2 separate regions of the Mus musculus genome follow, and region 2 is linked to region 1. A link is a contact called in public Hi-C data. All regions are on one chromosome and are shown on one strand. The core of a region is the stretch at or near the end of the contact, and the rest is flanking DNA. Distances in the headings are between cores, read along the strand shown. Region 1 overlaps Arhgef10l (Rho guanine nucleotide exchange factor (GEF) 10-like). Region 2 has its middle 6.3 kb from the start of Gm13025.

What was found. Hi-C and Micro-C count contacts between places; a contact is called where the count stands out from the background.
Region 2: a contact with region 1 is called in a Hi-C map of bone marrow-derived macrophages, with 44 read pairs. The contact joins two enhancer-like sites. A contact is called at or near these places in 8 of 39 promoter capture datasets (the 3T3-L1 cell line, cranial neural crest, embryonic stem cells and 4 more), 33 of 484 Hi-C or Micro-C datasets (the 63-12 cell line, B cells, CD4 T cells and 23 more), 12 of 115 datasets of contacts at active chromatin or transcription factors (the HPC-7 cell line, Th17 cells, acute myeloid leukemia and 6 more) and 5 of 9 other capture datasets (adipose tissue, embryonic stem cells, liver and 2 more).

What each region holds. Positions count from the first base shown.
Region 1 is chr4:140,569,446-140,575,188 of GRCm38.p6, reverse strand. Arhgef10l (Rho guanine nucleotide exchange factor (GEF) 10-like) reads left to right here. Exons shown (of 29, transcript NM_001290803.1): 16 at 4,787-4,932. Among named protein-coding and RNA genes, the nearest start is that of Gm42335, 33 kb to the left of the region's middle. Within about 2 kb of position 2,573, at least 34 of the 459 cell types and tissues checked have an H3K27ac peak or open chromatin away from gene starts, as enhancers often do. A contact at or near this core is called in bone marrow-derived macrophages, where this site is marked.
Region 2 is chr4:140,670,805-140,676,096 of GRCm38.p6, reverse strand. No RefSeq gene overlaps it. Among named protein-coding and RNA genes, the nearest start is that of Gm13025, 6.3 kb to the left of the region's middle. Within about 2 kb of position 1,921, at least 8 of the 459 cell types and tissues checked have an H3K27ac peak or open chromatin away from gene starts, as enhancers often do. A contact at or near this core is called in bone marrow-derived macrophages, where this site is marked.

The DNA.
Region 1 (5,743 bases), core at 1,324-3,823:
GTCCCTCCTGCAGCTGTGTGTCACCTGTTACTTCTGCAGCTGTGCGTCACCTGTTACTTCTGCAGCTGTGCGTCACCTGTCACTTCTGCAGCTGTGCGTCACCTGTCATTTCTGCAGCTGTGCGTCACCTGTTACTTCTGCAGCTGTGTGTCACCTGTCCCTCCTGCAGCTAGCTGTGTGTCACCTGTCACTTCTGCAGCTTCCCTGGGGTCCCTCACTAGGTGGCAGTGTTCTCTGAGGGAGGGAAGCTTGATCCACTGAATAGAACATTCATTGTGATTCACGGTATTTTAGGATAAAAGAAAGTTTTGTTTATTAGTCTCATTACCAAGACAGAAACTAGAAACCATAGGCTACTAATATAGTTAGGAGAATGGATCTGAGAAGTCTTCATGTAATACACACACACACACACACACACACACACACACACACACACACACACTCACTCACACACACACACTCACACACACACTCACACACACACACTCACTCACACACACTCACACACACTCACACACACACACACACACATACACTCACACACACAAATACATATAAATATGTAAAAAGATATATAATGGGACAATGTCTAGTTAAAGCGATCTGTAACCTCGTGTTTTTTCACCTGTCCACTTTGTTCCCAGAAATAACAACTCTGAGACTTAATATTTCGTGAAAAAAATGCCTAGGCGAAAAGCTTTGCTTATTTCCTGACTAGTTCATAACTTAATTACCTATTCATTTTAGTCTAAGTCATGTGGTGTGGCTGGTTACCTGGTCCTCAGTTAACACGACCATCTTCTTCTGTGACTGGGGCGAATCTCCTGCCTGACTATCTCCCAGAATCCTCTCTCTCTGCTGGATGCCCCACCTTCTAATCCTGCCTTAGCTCATTGGCCATAGGCTTTTTTACTGACCTACTAAGGGGTGAAACTTCCGTTCATCGCATAAGAGCCTGCCTCTGCCTCCCCATGATGGGATTATAGGCGTGCACCGCCATGCCCAGTTTCTGCAGTGCTGGGGATGGAACCTAGGATTTTATGCACGTTAAGCAAGTGCTTTCCTCACTGAGGTCGAAATGCAGGTTTTCAGGCAGCGTGCTGGTGAACATCTGTGATTCTAGTATTAGGAGACAGAGGTACGAAGAGCCAGAGTTTCAGACCAGCCTGGGCTGCATAGGGAGTTCTAGGCCAGCCAGGGTTACAGATAAGAAAAAAAGAAAAGACAAGATCAGTCGCTGTGGGCTGCAGTCCTTCTGTTTCCTGCCAGCATGAGGGGCTTGGTGTGAGTCCCTCACTGCCCCACGCAGGCCTGGAGACCCTACGCTTACTGACTGTAGGATGAGGTAGACAGGGATGGTCCGCTGGTGAGGTGACCTCTCCAGGGCCTACCAGATGGGTGTTTCCAGAGAGGGGACATGGTGTGAGGTCACAGGAAATGGTTGATGTCCTGGGGACTCCCAAAGGCTGATGGCTGGCTGTTGCTAGGAAGAGATTTCAGTTGTGTGGAAAGATTGTCCAGGAGGGTGGCCTGGGAAATGGCTGCTCCTTATTGTCACCACGCTTGCCTGTGTGGTGAGCTCGATAGCTAGGACCGCAGTCTTTGACTTTTGTATATGACCTTCAGTGCTGGTCACGGGATCAGGCTGGGCTGGGTCACCTGAGGTCCCGAAGTCCTGAGCTTCAGGCACTCCCATGCCGTGGCCCCTCTGAGCCACAGTCAGGCAGGTTGCAGGCGCGCTTGGGTCCTCGTTGTTCTTTTAAGAAAGTGGAAGCCATTGGAGGCATTTAAAAAGTATGGCATGCCATGAGCCTCAGATTCGAGGGCTGGAAGAGCTGGCGTGCCACCCGACCTGTGTGGTTCCTTTCACCTGAGGTCGGCTGCCCACTTCCGGTTGATCTCACTGTGACGTCTCACAGAGGGTACCTGTCGGCATCCGGTTTGCTTCCTCTGTTCTGGGAGCCCAGAATCTGGCGTGTGTGGCAAGGAAAAAGGGGAGCAGCGCCCTTTCTTTGGGGAGCTTCCCATTCAGGATGGCTTCCCTGGGGACCAGTGCCTCCCCTCCCCGGACAGTACTGACTCCTCATGCCCCAAGCCTGCCATTTTGGAATGTCTCTGGAGAGAGGGCGTCAATTCCCAAAGCTCCCTGTGCTGGCCTCTGTGTTCGAGAGGCTGCTTTTTCTAGCAGTGGATAATGCCCACCAGGGGGAGGGACATCAGTTGGTACCGCCCTGGGAAGAGCTTTCTATTCTCTTCTGCTGCATGCATGCATGCATGCATGCATGCCTGCCTGCCTGCCTGCCTGCCCACCCGCCCGCCTGCCTTCAGACATAGTAGGAGGTAGCTAGGGAGACCAGTTTGATATCAGGCTAGGGGATGGATAATCTGAGCCTCAGTTTCCCCCTCTGTGTGAAGGTTGAGCTGGCCACGTGTGGATGCTAATTCGGAGAGGGCGTCAGGCTGCACGCTGTGCCCTCCCGCCCAGGGGCGTCTTTGGACAGTCTGGTCCTGTCGAGGATCGGATCAGTGTTTGGCCTCTGTCCATCACCCAGAGAGAAGCGGAAATGAAACTGGGAGTGGGCAGAAAGAGCCCCGTGAGCTGTTTCTAAACAGCCGACTCAGGAGCCTCCAGAGGGACGCTGGGGCAACAGCGAGGCTTTCTTTCCCTTTTTAAATCTGCGTAAGGGACAGGGCTGAAGGCCTGATGCCCAAGGGACTTTCCTCTTCCCAGTGTAGGTCCTGGCAATCGGGGCTGCTATGGTGGAGGCGGAAGGTCACGGGCTGGGTTGTGTTTCCATGAGCTGGGTCTGCCTTGCTTAGGGACACTGTGGGGGAGACGTGGGGGACCTCGAGGCTTCGGTAAGGTGGGAACGGCGTAACCATTCCAGTTCCTGTGGCAGAGCTGGGCACTGCCACACAATGCAGGGAGACAAAGCAGAGGGTGTCTCTCCTGTGTGGGTGCTGGGTGCCGGGGCGTTGTAGGCGCTGTGCACATGCAGAATCTGTACCTTAGGGGCGCTAAGCGGATGAAGTCCGTGTGGGATGCTTCTGAGTCCCACAGTGCCCACCATGCAGCAGGGTCACTGCCGCTAGGAGCTTAGTTGGTGTGTCTCCTTGAGGAGTGCTCTGGGAAGCAGGGTCCTCTCCGAGGGAGGCCAGCAGGGCGAGGTTGGAACCAAGACAATCAGAATCACACCATTCGGTAACAGATTTCACAGCCCCCCCCATAAAACCCTATAAGGAAAAGGATATTTCTCAGAGGGATTGGCATGCTTTGGGGGTGGTACAAGTGAGGTGGGGTGCGTTGATTCAGGTGCTTGGGCTCTGAGAGCCGTTGGTTTCTTTAGAACAGGCATGGTTAACTGGAAGATCCATTTTCACCCCCTTACTCTGTTTCATCCTCTGCAAGGGATGGTGTGGGTCACTTCCAGGTCAAGTGTCTCCGAAAAACCATGTCTCTCCATGACAGAGATGGTCTTAAACATTGGCATTGAAACAACAGGGTCCTCAGTGGGTGACCACTGCACGCTTAAAGCTAAGGCGTCCTATACCCTCCCAGGGCCACACTCAGGAGCGCCCTGGGCCTGTTCAGTGTGCTCTGCTGTGGCCTTCGAACCGTGGTCTGTGTTTGCCTGGTGTAACGGCTTTGTGAATTTCTTAGCTAGACTCAGTAGATACCATGTTCATTACTGTGTGATCTGAGCAGTGGAGGTACCTGCTGAGGGTGGTTACAGGATCCTAAGGCATGTGTGTGTGGTGTGTGTGTATGTGTGTGGTGTGTGTGTGTGGTGTGGTGTGGTGTGGTGTGGTGTGGTGTGTGTGTATGTGTGTGTGGTATGTGATATGTGTGTGGTGTGGTGTGTGTGTGGTATGTGATGTGTGTGTGGTGTGATATGTGTGTGTTTGGTGTGTGTGTATGTGTGGTGTGTGTGTTATATGTTGTGTATGTGTGGTGTATGTGTTATATGTTGTGTATGTGTGGTGTATGTGTGTGTTATATGTTGTGTATGTGTGGTGTTTGTGTGTGTGTGTGTGTGTGTGTATGTGTGTGATGTGTGTGTGTGGTGTGTGGTATGTGGTATGTGTGTGTATGTGTACGTGTATGTGTGGTGTGTGTGTGTGATGGCAGGAGCCAGCTCATCTGAGAAAGAGGCTACTGCTGGGTTCTGCTCTGGCAAGAGTGGCTGTCCAGGCTCCCCTCCATCTCCCTGGAACAGAGAACCCAATGTGTGTGCCCTGGCCTTCTCTGTCCAATGTGCCTTATTATCTAGTGACAGATGTTGACTCTGGGTCCTCTACCTCTTCCAGCCACCATCTTTGTTTTGTTTTAAATATAGAATCTCTAGCCCAGGCTGTCCTCAAATTCCCTGTGTAGCTGAGGATGACCTTAAACTCTCCATCCCCCTGCCTCCACCTCCCAAGTGCTGGGATCGAAGGTGTGTGCTACCACACTAGGTTTATGTGGTACAGGGGATTGGAACCCAGGGTTTGATGTATAAAAGGTGAGCACTCCACCAGCTAAGCTGTACCCTGGGCCTTCTGCCACTTTAGAGATAGTGTAGTCCCTGTGTAGTCCAGGCTGGCCTGAGCCTCATGGTACCCCTCCCAACCCCCCACTCCCCAAGTGCTGCAGCTACTTTAGGCATATGTATGTTACCATACACTATCCTGGATCTTCTTTTCTACGAGGTGGGAGAGGTTCCAAACCTCTGGCCTGGCTGTCTGGGGAGCATCCCGGATCACACCCTCAGTGTTGACCTTCTCTGTTCCTTCCCTTCTCCAGCTGTTGACCTCTGGCCAGCGGCAGCTGCTTCTGTGTGAGACACTGACTGAGACGGTGTATGGAGACCGAGGGCAGCTGATCAAGTCCAAGGAGCGCAGGGTCTTCCTGCTCAATGACATGCTGGTCTGCGCCAACATCAACTTCAAGTAAGAGCCTGGCACAGGGTGGGACGTCCCCTTCCAGGGACCTTTGCTGTTTGGTTCCCTCTCCCCAGCCTCCGTCATGGCACCACCATAACCCTGTTAGGTCTCAGACTCTTCACCTTCCTCTACCTCCCTCACGCCCCGCTTTGTCCTAGGTAGGGGCATCTCTGACCCCAGACTTACTGTTACTCCCGGGCCAGAGCTGTGTGCTACAGTTTCCCTTAATCCCTCAGCCTGACAGCCTTGAAACTGAAGAGGGTCTTCCTTGTATCTACCCCAGATCCCTGCGTTTTTGACTCACATGGGATTCCGGGGTCTCAGGGCTGCTGGTATCCACTCAGAGCCCACCCAGAGGAGTGTGTTTCTGCCCTGTAGGCATGGTTTCCAGCCCATGGGAGGCTGTAGAAGCTCTGGGCTGTGGGCTTAGCCTGAGATAGAAGGAACTGGGCTGTGAGGAAGGTGGCCTGTGGCTGCTGCTGGGACCTCACATATGGTTAGCACAGGAATTCACACAAATGTCAAGACCTTTGACTATTTGGGTGATGTAACAAGCTGGGGCTGCCCTGCCCCAGGCCATGGGAGCCGGGACTCAACGCTCTGCAAAGGCCCAGACCTCATTCAGCAGGGGAATTCACAGGAAGTGTTCACTCCCAGCTTGGGTACTCACTGTGTGTGTGTGTGTCTGTGTGTCAGTGTGTCTGTGTGTCTGTGTGTCTGTGTATGTAAATGCTCATGTGTGTGTGCATGTGCAGGTATGTATATGTGTATATGTGTGTGTGCACATGTGTGTTTCCATGTGTATGTGTGTGCACAT
Region 2 (5,292 bases), core at 672-3,171, 100 kb before region 1:
ATCCCTGGGCTGGTGGTCCTGAGTTCTATAAGAAAGCAGGCTGAGCAAGCCAGTAAGCAGCATCTCTCCACGGCCTCTGCATCAGCTCCTGCCTCCAGGTTCCAGCCCTGCTTGAGTTCCTTCCCTGACTTTGGAGGGGTAAATCCTTTCCTCTTCAACTTGCTTTTGGTCATGGTGTTTCGTCATAGCAACAGTAACCCTAAGCAGGACCCTCTGCCTCCCAAACCCTAGTGTTATGAGATCTGCCTCCCTCTGCCTCCTGAGTGCTGGAATGAAAGGCGTGTACCAACACTGCCCAGCCTCTGTTCCTTGCTTTAAGGGTATTTATTTACCTAGCTTTGTACATGGGTGTTTTGCCTGTATGTGGATCTATATACCATGGGTGAGCTTGGTACCCGTGGAGGCCAGAGGACGGTGTAGGCTTTACCGGAACTGGAATGACAGATGGTTGTGGGTGCTGGGTTTGAACCCAGGTCCTCCTCTGGAACAGCAGCCAGTGCTCTTAGCTGCTGAGAGCCATCTCTCCAGCCCTATTCTTTGGTTTTTGTTTTGTTTTGTTTTGTTTTTTTTTTTGTTTTTTGTTTTTTGTTTTTTTGTTTTTTTGATACAGGGTTTCTCTGTATAGCCCTGGCTGTCCTGGAACTCAGAAATCCGCCTGCCTCTGCCTCCCGAGTGCTGGGATTAAAGGCGTGTGCCACCACCACCCAGCTGGTTTTTTTTGAAACAGGGTCTCATGTAGCCCAGGTTGGCCTTAAACTTTCTGTGTAGCTAGGATGAGCCTGAATCCCTCATGCTCCTGTCTCTACTTCCTGAGTGCTGGGAGTGCAGGCCTGCCTGCCCTGGTTTATGCAGCCCTGGGGATTGAGCCCAGGGCTCTGCGTATCCGAGGCTAGCCCTTCACCCACTGTGTTTCATCTTCAGCTCCATTTACTTATTTTGTGATGAGCCTGCTCCACCCCTAACATCATGGTGTAGGATGAACGGTTTTATCACTCAAGGCACAGTGAGTTCACCTTGCCTCTGCTCTATAGTGTCTGGGTCGTCAGTGGGGATAATTTGAAGGCTGGGGACTTGGTGGCTGGTGCTGGATCCATCTAGAAGCACCGCGCTACACATGTGCCCTGCAGCTGATGCCAGCTGTGTGGGGCCTCAGTCCCGTTGCTGACCAGAGCACTCCGAAGGCGCTTCCTCTCACCATGGTGGCCAAGGGTAGTCAGGCCTTACACCTCAGCTCCACTAGAGATAGTGCCAATGAACACGGAGGGCATCCCACGGCCTTCTGTAAGCCAGCCTCCTGGACCACAGTGTCTGGAGTCTGCCTGCCTGTAGACGTAGACCTTCCCACTGAGAGTTTGTAGGAGTGTGTTAGCACCCCAGGTGAGCAGCGTCAATGGGGCAGCCCAGGGCCATGAGAGCTGGGGTGAACTGTGTGAGACCCCAGGGGCGGTTCAGCCTCGCCCACCCTGACTTTTTTTTTTTTTCTGTTTGCAGCCAGCTGCTTCCTACCTTTGAACTGGAGACTGTGTCCCCGGTGACCAGCAGGGGGCGCCAGATACATCGGGGAGGTAGCCTTTTGACACTGAGGTGCCTTCAGCCGCATCCACCCTGGAGCTAGAGCCCTTCCTCACAGTGACAAGCTAAAAATGGCTCTTCCTGCTTTTGACCCATGGGGAAGCCCAGGGCTGCCTTTTCTTTCTTTTTTTTTTTTTTTGGTTTTTCGAGACAGGGTTTCTCTGTATAGCCCTGGCTGTCCTGGAACTCACTTTGTAGACCAGGCTGGCCTCGAACTCAGAAATCCACCTGCCTCTGCCTCCCGAGTGCTGAGATTAAAGGCGTGTGCCACCACGCCCGGCTCAGGGCTGCCTTTTCAAGTGGGCAGATTGTGTCTTGGACTCATCCTATTCGTGGTCTGACCTTTGACCTTGTTTTTTTTTTTTTTTTTCCTTCAGGAAACGCAGTGAGGAGTGAAGGGCACTGGTTCCCACAATTAGAGATGCAGGCTCAGCAGTCACTGGTCTCCTAGGGCTGAGCCCCTTCCATCCTGCTCCTAGAAGCAGTTCCAGAGAGTCCCCCTCCCAGTCTACACCCCCCCCCCTCCGCCTTCCATACACTCTGAGCTCCAAAAGGATGCTGAGGGAAGTTTGAAAGGCCTGGTGCATTTCAGCGTAGGACAGACCCAGCTGGGGATGGAGACAGGGCTCTGCCATGGGCCTCTGCCTGTGCAGTGCAGCTTCCATGCTGGATTGCAGGAGGTCTTGGGGAGTCGCTGTGAGCCCTGGAAGAGGCTGGGGACCCAGATCAGTAGCCTCTCCTGGGAAGGACCGAGAACTTCCACCCCCACTCTCTCTAGTCCATGAGATTCTTCCTGTGACCTTTGACCCCATCTTCCTTCCTTCCTCCACTGCTCAGCCCTTGTGAGATTGAGGCTAGGCTCATACGGCCAGCTCCTGCCCTTCCTCCTCGCTTCCCAGTGCTAGCCCACGGCTGCCCACTCTGGTCCTTTCCTCCCCTCCCCCATGTCCCTTCTTGGCCCTTCATGGACCATGCCAGTTCTGGGAGGAGTAACATCTTCTGTGGCTGTCCTTAGCTGGTGACATTTGTCTGCAGAGTTAAGGGTGGCCCACTGGCTGTCTCCATAGCAATATTTAGCTAATCATGGAGATGGGGCTGGAGAGGTGGCTCAGTGATTGAGAGCACTGGGTGCTCCAGAGGACATAGGTTTGATTCCTACCACCCACATGATGGCTCACAATTGTCTGTAACTCTGACTTCTTCAGGCTTCATAGGCTGGGGCACACACGTGTTACAAATACATACACTCAAGTGCACAGATATACACATATACACATTGTTTGTTTGTTTGTTTATTCATTCATTATATGTAAGTACACTGTAGCTGACTTCAGCCACTCCAGAAGAGAGCATCAGATTTCATTACGGATGGTTGTGAGCCACTATGTGGTTGCTGGGATTTGAACTCCTGACCTTCAGAAGAGCAGTCGGGTGCTCTTAACCACTGAGCCATCTCACCAGCCCCATACACATTGTTTTTTTTAAAAAAAAAAGGCCAGTCGTAGTGGTGCAGACCCATGATCCCAGCACCCAGGACGCACAAGGTATGGTGGTTTGAACATGCTTGGCCCAGGGAGTGGCACTACTTGGAGGTGTGGCCTTGTTGGAGTATGTGTGTCACTGTGGGCATGGGCTTTAAGACCCTCATCCTAGTTGCCTAGAAATCAGTATTCTGCTAGCAGCTTTCAGATGAAGATTTAGAACTCTCAGCTCCTCCTGCATTATGCCTGCCTGGATGCTGCCATGTTCCCACTTTGATGATAGTGGACTGAACCTCTGAACCCGTAAGCCAGCCTCAATTAAATGTTGTCTTTATAAGAGCTGCCTTGATCATGGTCATGGTGTCTGTTCATAGCAGTAAAACCCCAACTAAGACACAAAGCAAATGCTCTACCATTGAGCCTAGCCTAGGGTCTCATGTAGCCCAGGCTAGCCTTAAATTTCTGAGCCTCCTATTCCAACCCCTCACCTCTTTTTTTTTTTTTTTTTTTTCGAGACAGGGTTTCTCTGTATAGCCCTGGCTGTCCTGGAACTCACTTTGTAGACCAGGCTGGCCTCGAACTCAGAAATCCACCTGCCTCTGCCTCCCGAGTGCTGGGATTAAAGGCGTGCGCCACCACGCCCGGCTCCAACCCCTCACCTCTTAAGTGCAGGGGGTTAGGGGCATGTGCTACCACACTCAGTCTTTTTTTTTTTAATATTTTTATTAGGTATTTTCCTCATTTACATTTCCAATGCTATCCCAAAAGTCCCCCATACCCTACCCACCCACTCCCACTTTTTGGCCCTGGCATTCCCCTGTACTGGGGCATATAAAGTTTGCAAGTCCAATGGGCCTCTCTTTCCAGTGATGGCTGACTAGGCCATCTTTTGATACATATGCAGCTAGAGTCAAGAGCTCCGGGGTATTGGTTAGTTCATAATGTTGTTCCACCTATAGGGTTGCAGATCCCTTTAGCTCCTTGGGTACTTTCTCTAGCTCCTCCATTGGGAGCCCTGTGATCCATCCAATAGCTGACTGTGAGCATCCACTTCTGTGTTTGCTAGACCCCGGCATAGTCTCACAAGAGAGAGCTATATCTGGGTCCTTTCAGCAAAATCTTGCTAGTGTGTGCAATGGTGTCAGCGTTTGGAAGCTGATTATGGGATGGATCCCCGGATATGGCAGTCTCTAGATGGTCCATCCTTTCGTCACAGCTCCAAACTTTGTCTCTGTAACTCCTTTTTTTTTTTTATTCTTAAGACATTATTTTTTCTAGGTAGCCCAGGCTAGCCCTAAACTCACTATCTTCCTGCCTCAGCCTTCTGAGTGGGATTAGAGGTGCAATACCACACACTAAAGTCCAAGGTTTTTCTGGTTTGATAGAATATACAGAACAAAGGGCACCCCCACTGTCCCCTCAAAATGCTCCTCTGCACCTGGGTGCTTTCTCTCTGTGACTGAGCTCACTCACGTTGCACAATGGTCTTCACAGCTAAGTGTCTTCACCCCCGTTTTACAGCCTTGCATAGAGAGGTCAAGGGGTCAAGTGGCTTGTGCAGGGAGGGTCCTGTGGCTGGTAAAGACGCTGGACTCAAACTTGGGTTTGTTTGATCTCTCCCTTACAGGGAAGATTACAGGGGCCCTGGCTGCAGGTCTGGTTATGTCTCCACCCAGGGCTAGGAGTTCTTAAAGTCAAGCTGTGACACTTCAGGGCAGGAGCGGGGCTCAGAGGAACAGCGTGTGGCTCTCCTTGGGCAAAGCCGCCATTTGAGCAGGAGGGGTGGAGAGAGTTGGAGACCCTCTGGGCCAGCCCAAAGGCTTGTCCCATAAATGAAGGTAGCACACAGTATCTGTCTCCACGACACAGGGAGGCTCAGCCTTGTTTACAAAAGCCAATGAGGAGGTGGAGGTGAGCCCCACTGTGCACCCATGCAGCCCGGAGACCATCACCCAATGTGTCTCCTGACCACAACTCTTTACCCCTTCAAGATTCCGAACAGGCAGGTGATGACTTAGGATATAGGGGGCAATGGGGAGACCCCGTGCTTCCCAGGCATCCAAACTTGAAGGCTCTGTCTCCTCCTTCCCAGTCCACACAGATACACACACACAGACACACACACACACACTACAAATGTCAAAAAGTAAAATAAAATACAAGGATGAGGGCAGTCATGTGGTGCACACTTGTAAACTTTGCACCTTTAAACCTAGGTGGAAGCACTCAAATCAGGAGT